3 separate regions of the Sus scrofa genome follow, and all the other regions are linked to region 2. Evidence: chromatin contacts called from public HiChIP or PLAC-seq and promoter capture Hi-C data. All regions are on one chromosome and are shown on one strand. Each heading gives the region's core, a stretch centred on a gene start, on an enhancer-like site or on the middle of the called end of the contact. The rest is flanking DNA. Distances are from core to core; before and after follow the strand shown.

The links. Promoter capture Hi-C pulls out the DNA fragments that hold promoters and counts their contacts. HiChIP or PLAC-seq counts read pairs in DNA pulled down with a chosen protein or histone mark.
Region 1: a contact with region 2 is called in a promoter capture Hi-C map of liver, with 4 times the contacts expected there. The contact joins the promoter of SNAP29 here to the promoter of LOC100155534 in region 2. A contact is called at or near these places in 3 of 5 promoter capture datasets (fetal liver and liver), 2 of 47 Hi-C or Micro-C datasets (embryonic fibroblasts and heart right ventricle) and 2 of 2 datasets of contacts at active chromatin or transcription factors (alveolar macrophages and skeletal muscle).
Region 3: a contact with region 2 is called in an H3K27ac HiChIP or PLAC-seq map of alveolar macrophages. The contact joins the promoter of TOP3B here to the promoter of LOC100155534 in region 2. A contact is called at or near these places in 2 of 5 promoter capture datasets (fetal liver and fetal skeletal muscle) and 1 of 2 datasets of contacts at active chromatin or transcription factors (alveolar macrophages).

The regions. Positions count from the first base shown.
Region 1 is chr14:50,489,931-50,494,002 of Sscrofa11.1, forward strand. SNAP29 (synaptosomal-associated protein 29) reads left to right here and starts at 2,257. Exons shown (of 5, transcript XM_003132993.4): 1 at 2,257-2,636. The coding sequence starts at 2,400. PI4KA (phosphatidylinositol 4-kinase alpha) reads right to left here and starts at 2,053. Exons shown (of 55, transcript XM_001929569.6): 1 at 1,855-2,053. The coding sequence starts at 2,004.
Region 2 is chr14:50,244,008-50,248,580 of Sscrofa11.1, forward strand. It overlaps LOC100155534 (verprolin), which reads right to left and starts at 2,301. Exons shown (of 7, transcript XM_013983173.2): 1 at 2,091-2,301. The coding sequence starts at 2,226. It overlaps MIR130B (microRNA 130b), which reads right to left and starts at 1,113; the gene lies at 1,034-1,113.
Region 3 is chr14:50,017,663-50,022,083 of Sscrofa11.1, forward strand. TOP3B (DNA topoisomerase 3-beta-1) reads left to right here and starts at 2,750. Exons shown (of 19, transcript XM_021072739.1): 1 at 2,750-2,851.

The sequences.
Region 1 (4,072 bases), core at 1,007-3,506, 250 kb after region 2:
AGCCAATGAAACTAAAGTAGCTCCCAGAGTAAGAGCTATTAGGGAGCCAGGGACCAAAATGCTGGATTAATCAGTTGAAAAACATTTATCTTGACAATCTAAGCAGTTCCAGAAGATACAAAGCTAACAACGTGGCAGCTGCAGAATCTTCTTGTGACTAGTACAGAAGGGTGAAAAGGGTAAGAAGAGCTGAAGGTGCATTTTTCAGTTCCTGAGTGGGGAAGGCTGCCACCACTGCAGGAGCCGCAGGACCCTCTCCTCCAAGTTCATCCACTTCCCTGCAAGCCCAGCAAGCAAACTTCTGATGTGCTCCTTGGTCCTCCTACTAAGAAGAGAATGTGCTGACCAGCTGGCAGGGATTTGTTTCCGTAAAACCAGCACTGTGGTCCATTAGTCAGGCTCGTGCAATGGTAACAGGGATCATCCATTATGTACTCACAAGCCTGCCTTTATTTGTGTTATTCTGTTAATCTTCACAGTACTCTTACCAAGGAGTGTACCCTTGTATTTTGCAGGAAAAAGCAGAGGGACAGACTGAGGAACTCAGCTGCCCAGAGTCACACCAATGCGTGCGAATTTAGGGTTTAGGCGTTCCCATCTTGGCTCAGCAGAAACAAATCTGACTAGCATCCATGAGAATGAACACAGGTTCCATCCCTGGCCTCACTCAGTGGGTTAAGGATCCGCCATTGCCATGACCTGTGGTGGAGGTCACAGACACAGCTTGGATCCTACGTTGCTGTGGCTGTGGTATAGGCCAACAGCTACAGCTCTGATTCCACCCCTAGCCTGGGAACCTACATATGCTGCACAAGCGGCCCTAAAAAGCAAAAACAAAACAAAACAAAAAACAGGGTTTAAACTCAGGTGATCCTATCTCTACAACCAGTATTCTTTCCCTTCCATTGCACTTGCCCTCTGATTAGAAGTCAGGTAGGCATCAGTCTCCAGGCCCTGCTCACCCTCCAAGTTTGAGAACCTACAAAGCCAAGGAAGGCCTAGGTCAGCCTGCTAAAGTGCCTAAAACGATTTCACCGGGCACCAGAGCCACTCCCAACTGTCAGACAACAATCTTTCCATGTGCCAGGAGGCTGTGCAGAATCATCCCATCCCTTCAATGCTAACACATTGCATCGAGTCTCATCACACACACGTGGCATGGGGGAGCTGCCCTTTACTGTCCAACTCTTTGTCAGGCATGTTATGCTAGAACTCAAGAACGACTTCATTTCACAGATAAGGAAACAGAGGCTCCGAGGGTTGAAGTAACTTGTTCAAGACGACATACAGCGACAGTGCAGGTACCTTCTCAAACTAAAAGCTGTTTCCCCCCATCCCAGGCATCCGTGGGGCTGCCTCTCCCCCTCTCCAAGATAAGGAACGCTCCGGGGTGAGTTCTTTTTTCTTCAAACACCCGCTTCCCCGGTCTGAAGACCCCTCTAATCTCGCAAGAAAACAGTGCGCAGCAGACCTGCGTTTCAGAAAGCGCTCCCCGACACTACCCCACCGCCCTTCACCTCCAAGGACAAAGCGCTTACAAGCACCCCTTCCCCGAGGAAGGCAGCGCCCAAAGTCACCAAAAAAAGGCAGGGCGAGCGGGGGCCACCCCAGGTTCGACCACGGCCCCCGCCGCCTCCGCCTAGCGGTGTCACTAGGCGGCCCCGGCCTAGCCCGCCGGGAGCTCACAACCACCCGCCCGCCACACGCCCGCCGGCCCCCTGCCGCACCGGCCTCCTTCACGAGCTCCTCGCGCCCCCGGCAGCCGAGGCCCACCTCGGCCTCTGCAGACCCCAGCCGCGCCTCCAGCGCCCCGGCCCCCTCCTCCTGTCAGCCCGCACTGGGCCGCCAAACTACCTTCTCCAAGGAAGCCGGCCTCTGCACCGCCAAGGAGCGGGCCAGCGACAGGACTGTGTTGAAATAGAAGCCCCGCGACGCGCCGGCGCCGGAGGCTGAGCCGGGGCCGGCGCCGCCGCCGCCGCTTCCCCGGGCCGCGGCCGCCGCCATCGTCGCGCACCGCGGCGCCACCCGCCGGCTTTCCGCAACCGGCCCGCGAGCGCCAGAGCCCACAGCGCAGGTGCGGCCTCATCCGGCCGCCCCACCACGTGACCTCGCTGACACCGGTGGGGCGTGGCCGCGGGCTGCTCCACTGCCCGCGGGGGTTGGGGGCAGGGCGGCCGCTGTGCCGCGCGCGAGGCGTGGTTTCCCCCCGTGGCGGGACCCGATGGTCGACTCCGGAGGCGGGGCCTCTACGCACTGCAGGCGGAAAGAACTCGCGCTGTGCTGGCAGCAAGCGAACCGACGCTTCTCTGGGGCCTTGGCTAGCCCGCGGCCCCCAGTGCCCCCCCTCACCTCGGCCGCGCCCCCTTCCTCCGGCCCACCGCGGGCCAAGCACCGCCGCCATGTCGGCCTACCCCAGAAGCTATAACCCGTTCGATGATGACGCGGAGGACGAGGGCGCCCGGCCAGCGCCGTGGACTGATGCCCGCAACCTCACGGACGGGCCCGAGTCGCCCGCTGACCGGCAGCAGGCCCTGCGGCAGGAGGTGCTGCGCCGGGCCGAGGCCACGGTCGCCAGCACGGGAAGGTCCCTGTCCCTCATGTACGAGTCCGAGAGGATAGGAGTCGCCTCTTCTGAGGTGAGTCCGCGGTCCCCTGTGTTATTGGGGTCGCCCAGTGGGCTGGGAAGGGTCCTAGCGCTTTAGCGGCTGGAAGGTTGGTACGATCTGTCAGCCCGGTAAAGAAAAGTCTAAAGTACTCGAAAGGGGCGGTTTGCTTCCGGCAACCTCGCTGAACTCTTAGTCGCCTAGTTTCTTTTTTTTCTACTTCTAGTACACAGGCAATCTCCATGCCCTGGCCTATCTAGGCGAGTAAAGGTTCTGAATAGCAGACCCGATTAGGGAAGTGGAGAATGTGTTTCTCTTACACGATTTCCTGGGCAGCATCCAGGCTGAATCCTGCCAGAGTGACCTAGCAAGGACTGTGACTGCTAGTGTCTGAAAGCATCCGAGGAAATGGGCCTTGAGTTCTTCCCCGAAACTGATGGCTTTTCCACCTCGCCTTGAGGTGTGTTGAGTTCTCCGCCTGGACGACTGCTGAGTGAGCCAGAGCCCAGTAGAGTGGGGAGCCCTTCCCTTCCCTTCCCAATACAAACGAAGGTGTCTGAGACTGACACTGTGTGGTCTGTGATGATCTGTTGCTCCGTTTCATCTTTGTCAGTTCCTCTTTCCATTCATAGACGATTTCAGAGTTGGACCTTTTTAAAGTTTTTAAAAATTTAATAGCATGTTACAGCAATATCAGCTAGGAATGATTCATCTTAAGCACTTGTAGCTCTGGAAGCTAAAGCTTTGTCTCACCCCATGGGTCTTTTCATTAACTCTTTTCTCTGCAAAGTTACTGACCTGGTTACTTACAGTTTTGAGGTATATCGCATCATTCTCCCATAGCCACTTGCTTGGCTTATTTCCCTTCCCCACTTCTCCCAGTTACTGGCTCCCTCATTGTCATACCTGCCTGTCTTCAGCCTCATCAAGGAAGTTTAGCGTATGTCTACTGGTTCCTATATTCGAGTCTCAGTGGAAGGTATCGACTTAGATTTGGGAGGAATGCCTGAGGCCTTAGGGCCCTGAGAGGAGTGGGTCACTTAAGGATCCCCAGCTCAAGGAAGCCAACTAAGAACTGCTTGAAAAGACATATTTGGCAACTGAAAACAAATGAAGTAGGAAATCAAAATGATATACAGTAGAAGATGGTGGCAGAGGTTACACTGGAATTTGGCTATTAAGGCTAAGGTGTAGATAGGAGGAGGAAGAGGAGGGAGAGGGTGTTCCCAGGGAAAAGAGGATCCATGCAAAGGCACTGGCCAAACACTGCAGCTCCTGGGCTCCTGAGCAGGGACGTGATGGCCTGGAAGCCTTCCAGGGCAAGGGCCTGGAGGAGAAACTTAGGACCTGGTGTGGGCAGAGGGAAGGTCAAGAGCACCAAAAACAGGATGGACTTGTTTCATACTGATTGTGGTAACAAGCCCCCTGCTGCCTCCCAAAGTTGGCTTTCTCCTAGCAATGGGGACCAG
Region 2 (4,573 bases), core at 1,051-3,550:
GGAGGAACATTGATGCTTTGGAGCCAAAGGAAGGCTTTTCCTAGGAGGGGACATTTGAGCAGAGCCCTGCGTTCACAAGCCCCTCCCAGTAAGGGCAGGAGACAGCTGCATGGGGTCTTTGGCCAGTGGGTACAGGATCACCTCCAGCCATAATGCCTGAAACCAAGAGGGAGGGAGGATGGGTCTGAGTCAGGTGACCCTGGGAGGGAGGAACCCAAGGGGTCAGGAGCATGTGGCATTGTCCCTCATCCTCCAGGGATGCCAGGGCTTCTGCCTCCAGGGTGGGGGTGAAGCCAGTGTCCACGGGTGCTTAGCCACCAATAAGGTGTACTCCCAAATGCCCATGCAGGGACCTGGGCTCCCTTGCAAAGCAACAGGTTTGAATGACTGTCACTGAGCACACAAAAATCTCTCGTCCTGATGATGGGGCCAGGCTCCTTGGCAGTTCAAGCCCTAGTGCCAGCTGTGAGGGTGGGCGTGACAGGCACCCCACAGTCTCTCCTGCAGGCTCAGGGCAGCATTTGTCCCCAGGAGAGAACAGGTGGGCTAGGTCAGAGGGCACGAGCTGCAGGTTTTGTATCCCAAGTCCACTGTCCACCCCAGACTGTGCTTATCCTGCTGTGAACCCAGAACATCCTCTCTAGGCCTGGCCCTCCCTAGGCCTTCAAAGAGGGCTGGTCTTAGGGCACCTCCACGTGGTTAAGGGTCTAAGCCAGGTCCAGTTAGACCCTCTGTGCAAAGCAATGGGCCTTTCTCCACTGGGTCCTGACCAAACCTGGAGCCCCCAGGCTTACCTGAGTGCTGGTTGCAAAGATCATCTTCAAACCATAGCTTTTCTGACTCTGGGGTCTCTGCCCCTGCCCTGTCCAGCCAGGACCCAGACAGAGAGCTTAGGGGATGAGTTTCCAGCTCTGCCCTCACCTGACGTTCTGATGGAGGGTCCAGCCCTGCTCCGCACCTGCACCTAATTGCTAGGAAGCAGAATGAGGCAGCAAGACCCCCCTCCCCCCAGGCACTGTGGACGGCAGGCTGGGCCTGACTGATGCCCTTTCATCATTGCACTGCTTCCCAGTGGCCCACAGTAGTGCAACAGGGAAAGAGTGTCAGGCAGGCCTGCCAGAGCCTCTCCTGGTGGTCCAGGGTTGGTGGTGAGTGGGGATCTGAGACTTGGAATGCAGGCCCACTGGGGCGGGGCCTCTGCCTGGGGAGAAGTGTGCCCTCTGACCCCAGAGGCCCAGGCCTGGCCAGGATCTCAAGTTTCCATGGAGAAGTGAGCGAACTGGGCAGGGGGGAAGGGAGGGCCTGTGGGTCCAGGGGCTTGGCCTGGGCAGGGGAAGTGGAAGTGTGGGGGAGGGGGTCCCCAAGGCTGGTCCCAGATGCTTTGACAATATCATTGCACTGCTCCTCAAAGCACAGTAGTGCAACCTCGTCAGAGCACCTGCGGCCAGCAGGGGGGACCCCAACCGATCCCAAGACAGTCGGAGCGGCAAGCTCCACTGAGGGTGGGTGGGGCTAGGGGCCCATTCCTAGAATCAGGGCAGAGAGGGGACAGATTTTCAGTGGGGCTGCCTTCCTCGAGGTCCTCAGAACCCCAAGGCAGCCAGACCTTCCCCAGCACCTCCAGATTGCCATGGAGGAGCGACCCCAGACCAAGAGGCAGCTCCAATCCCGGAGCTCGAGCCGACGGGGGGAAAGGGCGCACACACAAAGGAGAGGGGCCGGCGCGGCAAGGTTGTCCTTAGCCCACTCACGCCCAGGGCGAGGGTGGATACTGCCCGACGACCATGCTCCCTACCCCGTTCCGCGTCTCTGGAAGAAGAAAGCTGGCCCCACTCCGGGTCGACGTGCCCCTGCCGGCTCAGGCCCCATCCCTGGCCCCTGGTTCCTGGTCCCCAACTTGAGCTCCGCGTTCTGTCCAGTAGATTCCCTGCCCGGCGACCCAGAGCGAAGAAGAAGCACGGGGGGTGTTTCCCGCCTCTCTGGGGTTCCCTGCCCGGAGGGGACGCCCGGAGTCCTGGCTGCGCCCCTCCACACACTCCACCGGGTAGGGCCGCCCTGCCCGCGCTCCCACCTTGGCCCCGGCTACTCACACGGCGGGATGCCCCTTACGCCCCGGGGCGGGACAGGACTCGGGAGGTTACCGGGAAAGGTTTGGATGGCAGTCTGCCCGCGGTGACCCCCAGGACCACCCCGCACCTCGTGGCGCCCTCTCGCCGCCGGCTCCATCTTTAACCCGCTGACAGGCGGCGGCCCAGCCCCCGGCTTCTTAGCATAGCGCCGCGCTGATTGGCCAGCGCCTGCGGGGGCCTAGCCTCCCGCACGCCCATTGGCTGAGGCCAGAGCGATTTCAAAATAGCCTGCGGGCCCGGATTGGCCGGGCGCGGGCCGAGGCTGCGGCTCCGCGGTTTTAACAATGAGTTCTACAAACACTTTCTCCCCATTCATAACTTATCAAAAGGAACTTTGCCCGCCTTTTCGCAGCTCCAGGCTCCGCGAGTTTTTTGGCTGCGCCGGCAAGAGAGCTTGGAAGCCCGGTGGGGGCGCAGACCTCGCGACCAAGCCCCCTGGGGAGGTGGCTGCGACCCGAGGAAAATGCTGAGACCCGCAGTCCACCCCGTCTCCTCTGGGCCGCTGGCTACCTCGTTTTGCTAACTGAAATCTTTCCCTGGGCCTCCCGGAAGGGCACGTTCGCCTGCGGTGGGCTCTCTGACTGGGGTAGCCCCCTCCCCACGGCATCGCGGGACTTGACACAAATGAGATTTGCTTGAAGCCGCTGAATAGGCCTGGGCTTCAGGACCTGGTCTTGGAGCCCCAGGAGCCTTGTGGAACGATGGGAGGCACAGGGAAGGGGGCTTCGCTTGGGTACCTGCGTGATTGTGGATAACCATTCCATTAAGTTCTTACGGAGCCTGACGACCCGGAATGATGTACACCAGCTCTCCTGGCCCTCACAGAGCTGCAGTGTGTGTTGGGGGTGGGGTGGGGGGTGATTTGGCTACCATGCATCTGGGCCCTTTCCTCTTTTATTCTCCGTCCAAAGCCTGAGAGTAAATGCTACGCAGGAAGGTGCAGCTGGGTTTGAGTCTTCAGCAATCTTGGTTGCCTCGTCTGCAGAATTAAGAAGAGAATTGAACTGTGCTTCTTACAGGTGTTGCCAGGAGCAAATAAGATGCTGTGCAAATCATTGACCTAGGGCCTGGCACTTAGTTTTCAATAAATGAGAGCACCACGGCTGCTGCTGATGCAGTTTTGATTCTTGGTCTTGCCCTGCATTCTGCATGCAGCCATCTCACCTGCTCCCACAGCTTCAGCCTTGATTTCCCAAGGATTCCTACATGCTGTGCACTGTTGGATTCTGCTCTTAATTAATACTTCTCACTTTTCTGTGTGTGGTAATTGGAAAGTGAGGTGACAGAAGCAGAAGCAGGCTCTTACAGCCCAGAGGGGCCAGAGGAGTGCAATGTGGTCCACATTGCTGGTGCCCCGCCTCCATTCCCTTGACACTCACCTCTACAGAAAGGATGCTTCTCTGGCTGAGGACTACTGGGCAATTGGGAAGTGCTGCAGAGTAAATCCCTGCCCCACCCCACCCCCAGCAGCCCTCAGACAATGAGAGAAGATATGTTGGTTGGATGAGTGCCCCACTTTCTAGCCTTTGGTGGAGAGAACTCTAATGTATGTTCTCCATGGGGTCCTAGAGCTCCCCAGTGTGAATAAGGCTTCATCGGCTGCCTTCCTGCTCCTCTAAGCCCTATTCCTCCGCCTCAGTGTTTTGTGGGATCACCTACCAACAACCTGCTTGCACTCCTGTCTCAGGTCATATGAGTGATGGTAGAGAAATCTAGACTTGTAGACACTATTCAAGAGGTTTGAGCAGGAGTTCCCCTTGTGGCTCAGTGGTAAAGAACCTGACTATTATCCATGAGGATGTGAGTTCAATCTCTGGCCTGGTTCATTGGGTTAAGGATCCAATGTTGCCATGAGCTGTGGTATAGTTTGCTGATGCAGCTTGGCTCCAGTGTTTCTATGACTGCAGTGTAGTTTGGTGGCTGCAGCTCCGATTCAGCCCCTAACCTAGGAACTTCCATATGCCACAGGCATAGCCAAAAAAAGAAAAAAAAAAAAAAAAAGGCTTGAGCAGAGCAAGAGCTCATAGGGGAGAGGGCAGGGGGAGCAAAGGACCTAACCGTGACCCTCCTCCCCTCAGGTCTCACATTGACTAGAGCTTTTCTCTCACCCACTAAGGTCAATGAGTTCTCAAAAGTGAGGTGCTCTGCCCACCCTCCTCCAAGCCCCTTCCAACCAGCTGCCACCCCCATCCTCTCCTTGGGCTCTATTATTCTCATCCTGCAAAGTCGCATCCTCCACCTCCAGCAGCTCCCCAAAGCCTCTAGGGATGTAATCTCCACTATCACCTCTAGAGGGCACCCACACACCAGAAAAACTACTGTTACCTTCGTATATCAGAACACTATTTATTTATTGTTCCTTTTCTTAAGTTGCAAAGTTTTGCTGGCTCAAATCGTGCCTCTTCCAAGTTCCCTGGTGGCCTAACCGGTTAAGGATCTGGTGC
Region 3 (4,421 bases), core at 1,500-3,999, 230 kb before region 2:
GCTGCACCCAAGGCACATGGAAGATCCCAGGCTAAGGATCGAATCAGAGCTGCAGCTGCCAGCCTACACCACAGCCACAGCAATGCTGGATCCTCAACCCCACTGAGTGGGGCCAGAGATGGAAACTGTGTCCTCATGAATACCAGTCAGGTTCATTACCACTGAGCCACAATGGGAATGCTGAAAGCAACATTTTATACCAAAAGAAATGTATGATATATTTAAGATACTTAAGGGGGAAAGAATGTGAGCCAAGGATTTTAAGTCCAGCCAAAATGACTTCCAAGTACAAAGGTCAGAGTTGGGAGTTCTCTGGTAATGCAGCAGGTTAAGGATCTAGAGTTGTCACTGCTGTGGCTCTGGTGGCTGCTGTGGCATAGGTTCGATCCTTGGCCCAGGAACTTCTGAGTGCTGTGGGCACAGCCTTAAAATAAAATAAAATAGGTCACATTGAACTGTCATCAATTATGCCATGGTTAGTCATCATGAGGGAAGGCAGAGATGCACATGGAACTGGTATCAGTAAGATGTGAGCAAAAGAAATAGGAAAATGCCAGAATTGATCCATCTTGGTGACATGAAAGAGTAAAATTTACTCAACAGATGTCGCTAGTGTCTAGAGGGGCCAAGGGGTGTGTCCCACTTCCCCTGAGGTCTCGAGCTTGGAGCCACACAGCCTTCGCTGTGATCTCATAGAATGAGTGATAACTCGTCTCATCCTCAGCTGGAGCCCTGCAGTGTTCGGGATGGCTGTGTTGCCCAACTGGGAGCCAAAGAACCAAGCCAGGCCCCTAAGGGCCAATTGTTGTTCTTGAACACAGAACTTTGGGGACTCGGCTGGTACCAGTTTGGGACATGTTCCCAAGGTGGCTGCTGTTTCCTGTGCAGGATGTGCTGGCCATGTATCCTAGACCCCAGACACCGAGGCCGGTTGGGTCATCACAGACTAGGCCTGGAGCCTGAAGAAATGACAAGAAGGAGAAAGCAGAGAGAAACCCTGTGGCCAGCAGCTGACCTGACCTCTGGGACCCTGCTGCCTAGTTTTGAATCCAGCTCTGCCATTTACACCTGTGTGACCTGTTTCCGTATATGTGATATCAAGATAATGATATTATCTAGTCTCTAGAGTTGTAATGAGAATCAAATGCCTTGAAAATAGAGAAGGGCCCAGGAGTTCCCATCATGGCTCAGTGGAAACAAATCTGACTAGTATCCATGAGGACGTGGGTTCGATCCCTGGTCTCGCTCAATGGCTTAAGGATCCGGCATTGCTGTGAGCTGTGGTGTAGATTTCAGACACAGCGTTGCTATGGCTGTGGCTGTGGCTGGCATCTATAACTCCAATTTGACCCCTACCCTGGGAAACTCCATATGTCACAGGTGCAGCCCTAGAAAGACAAAAAAAAGAAAAGAAAAGAAAAAAAAAAAAAAAAAAACAGAGAAGGGCCCAGCACAAAGTAAGCACAGGGTGATGTTAACTATTAACAGTATCAGGAAAACCAAGGCCCAGCCTGTGTCCAACCAGAAAGAAAGGAGACCCAGGAGCTCAGCCATCACACCCACCACCCCAGCACCTCAGTGAGGGGGGCCTAAGGACTTTTCTCAACCTGACTCATTTGTCCATGTAAGGGGCCCCAGGGTGGCCAGACCGCTGCTCCCCAGGAGGCAAGTGGGGAGGACTCAGCTGCAGAGTGTACAGGCCAACTGCACTTTCTCAGCTTGATGGAGACCCCTGCGTTTCTGGAGCCGACCACTCAGAGCCCCTCCTCTTGTCCAGCCCTCAGGTCCCTCCTCTTGCTCTGCAGAATGAACCCCTGAGCTGGATTAAGTGACAGAGGAGCTCTGGTTTTGCCTCTCTGGCAGCTAATGACACCCGGGACTCGACCTTAGCACTGGCCACCTTCAGTGGGGGCTGCATGGAGACAGACTACAAGGCAGTGATGTGGGGGCCAGGAGGGAGATGGCTCAGGATGGTGGCAGCCAAGGCAAGGAGGCTGGATTGGATCTCAAGTATATTTTGAAGACGGTGATGGATAAGGAGTGTGAGAAAGAGGAATCCGGAATGCCTGCAGCTTGAGCCACCAGGAGGATGGGATTGCCATTTTGGAGATGGAGAACCTGCCAAGGAGGGGGTTTGCAATCAGCAGTTCTGTTTTGAGAGTGAGATCTCATGGTGACAGAATTTTGGGCATTTCCCAATCTTAATTTGGCCATAGAACTTTCCTTTTTCCAGGGCATCTGTCAGGGCTGGTTTCAATAAAGGCAAATTGGGGGAGATGTCTAGGGGAGCAAAGGAAGTGTGTGCACTCTATTATGTAAAATATGTAAAAATAAAGCCATAAAAATTACTTTAAATCTTCCATAATCTTATAGTTCTAACACGAAAGAGACGATTATATTCCAATTCGTTTTCCAGATATGTTTTACATAGATCATTCATTCATTCCACAGATGTTTATAGCATTGAAAGAAGCCTGCTATACACACATCTGTAGTTTTTAGTTTTTAATTATGAACAACATATATGTTTTCACGCTTATCCAGTTTTCATCTTTGTAGATAATTGTCATTATTGCCTCCCCGCGGCCAGGAAGAATGGGGCGGAGGGTTTGGGAACCCCTTGCGGACCGCAGCAGGGCGAAACCAGGGCGGGGTTTGGGAACCCCTGCGGACCCGGAATGCTAGGCTAGAGCCGACTGGAGGATGTGCCCCGGAACGCTTGCGCCTCGGAACCCGCAGACACCGGCGTGCGGCGCCGGAGGGCACGTGGGGGACGACGTCCGCGGCCGGACCCGGAAGCAGGTCGCCGAAGGCCGCGGGGAGGGAGAGGCGGAGCGGGATCCGCGACGCGGTGAGCGGCGGACGGCGGGTGGCGGGCGGCTCGGGAGCGGGTCCAGGCCGGGCTCCGGTTCTCGGCGCCTCCTCCCGCTGGGCGGGGCTGGGAGCGCCCAGAGGGAGCTGGCGCTGCCCCTGAAGCCTCTGTGGACCGAGCCGTCGGTGGGGCCGCGCCGCGGGCGACAGACTCGGGGTTCGCGGTCCAGGCTCCGCTGCTGCCCCCGGCCCAGCTCGGTCTGGAGGGAGCCGGGGCGTGTTTCTCCACGGGGAGTGGTTGGTGCAGAAGAAGGAAGGAGGGAGGGAGAGCACTTTTGTGAACAAATTCGCTGGAATCCAGGCAGTACTTTCTCACAAAGGCCTCATTTTACCTCTTTTGTCCCTCAGCCTTAGAACAGGTCATGGAGTTCCCGTCGTGGCGCAGTGGTTAGCGAATCCGACTAGGAACCATGAGGATGAGGGTTCAATCCCTGGCCTCACTCAGTGGGTTAAGGATTCCGCGTTGCTGTGACTGTGGCCTAGGCCTGTGGCTACAGCTCCGATTAGACCCCTAGTCTGGGAACCTCCATATGCCACGGGTTGGCCCAAAAAAGACAAAAAAAAAGAACAGGTCATGAAAATTCAGCCCAGCCTGGGCTCGGTGGCCAGCGAGTTCTGGGGTCCCTAGAGCCCTGACAAAGGTCACCTGACACTAGTCTGAATTGTTTTCAACCTCCCAGTCTACCCAGTTTCAAAAATTACAACGTAGGCCTTGTAGCATTGCTGGCAAGATAAAATACAGTTGTGTTTTCAGCTATAGCATGGCTGCAGAGGAGGAGCTTAAAGGGTGGTTTGTCCTCCTGACTCCATAGGTGTTTGATAAAGTGACTAAGGCGGGAAACCCTAGGGCTCTAAGTGATAAACAGACCACTGCTAGGCCTCCATTCCCAGGCTAGATCCACTTGTGTGATCCACCTGTGTGTAAGTCACTGGTGGTAAAGGACTTTATCTACAGTGCTTCCAAAAGACACATACCATTGTCTTGTGAGTGGCCAGGGTTATAACAAGTTAACCTCTACTTCCTTTGATTTTCAGCCCTCTAATTATAGCCTTAATTTGGGGTGTTTGCTGTTAATATCCTCTTAGCACTCGCTAATCTCCTTTTATGCAATAGAGGACAAACTTCAGGCTCAGAGCTTTGGCAGGCAACAAAATTGAACTTGAGTTCCTGTTGTGGCTCAGTGGTAACAAACCCAACTAGTATCCATGAGGACTCGGGTTCAATCCCTGACCTCAGCTCAGTGAATTAAGGATCCAGCATTGCTTTGAGCTGCAGTGTAGGTTGTAAACACAACTTGGATCCCTTGTTGCTGTGGCTGTGGCACAGGCCGGTAGCTCTTGCTCTGATTTGAGCCCTTGCCTGGGAACCTACATATGCCTCAAGTGTGGCCCTAAAAAGACGAAAAAACAAAAATGAAATTAAACACGATAGGCCATGTAGGTTACTGGAAAGAATCTAGTTCTGGTTATTGACTACAGGCTTTAAGCTCCTAAGAGGCTATAGAATTTCCCTTTTGTATATATTCAAGCTTTTTCTTAAAGGCAGAACC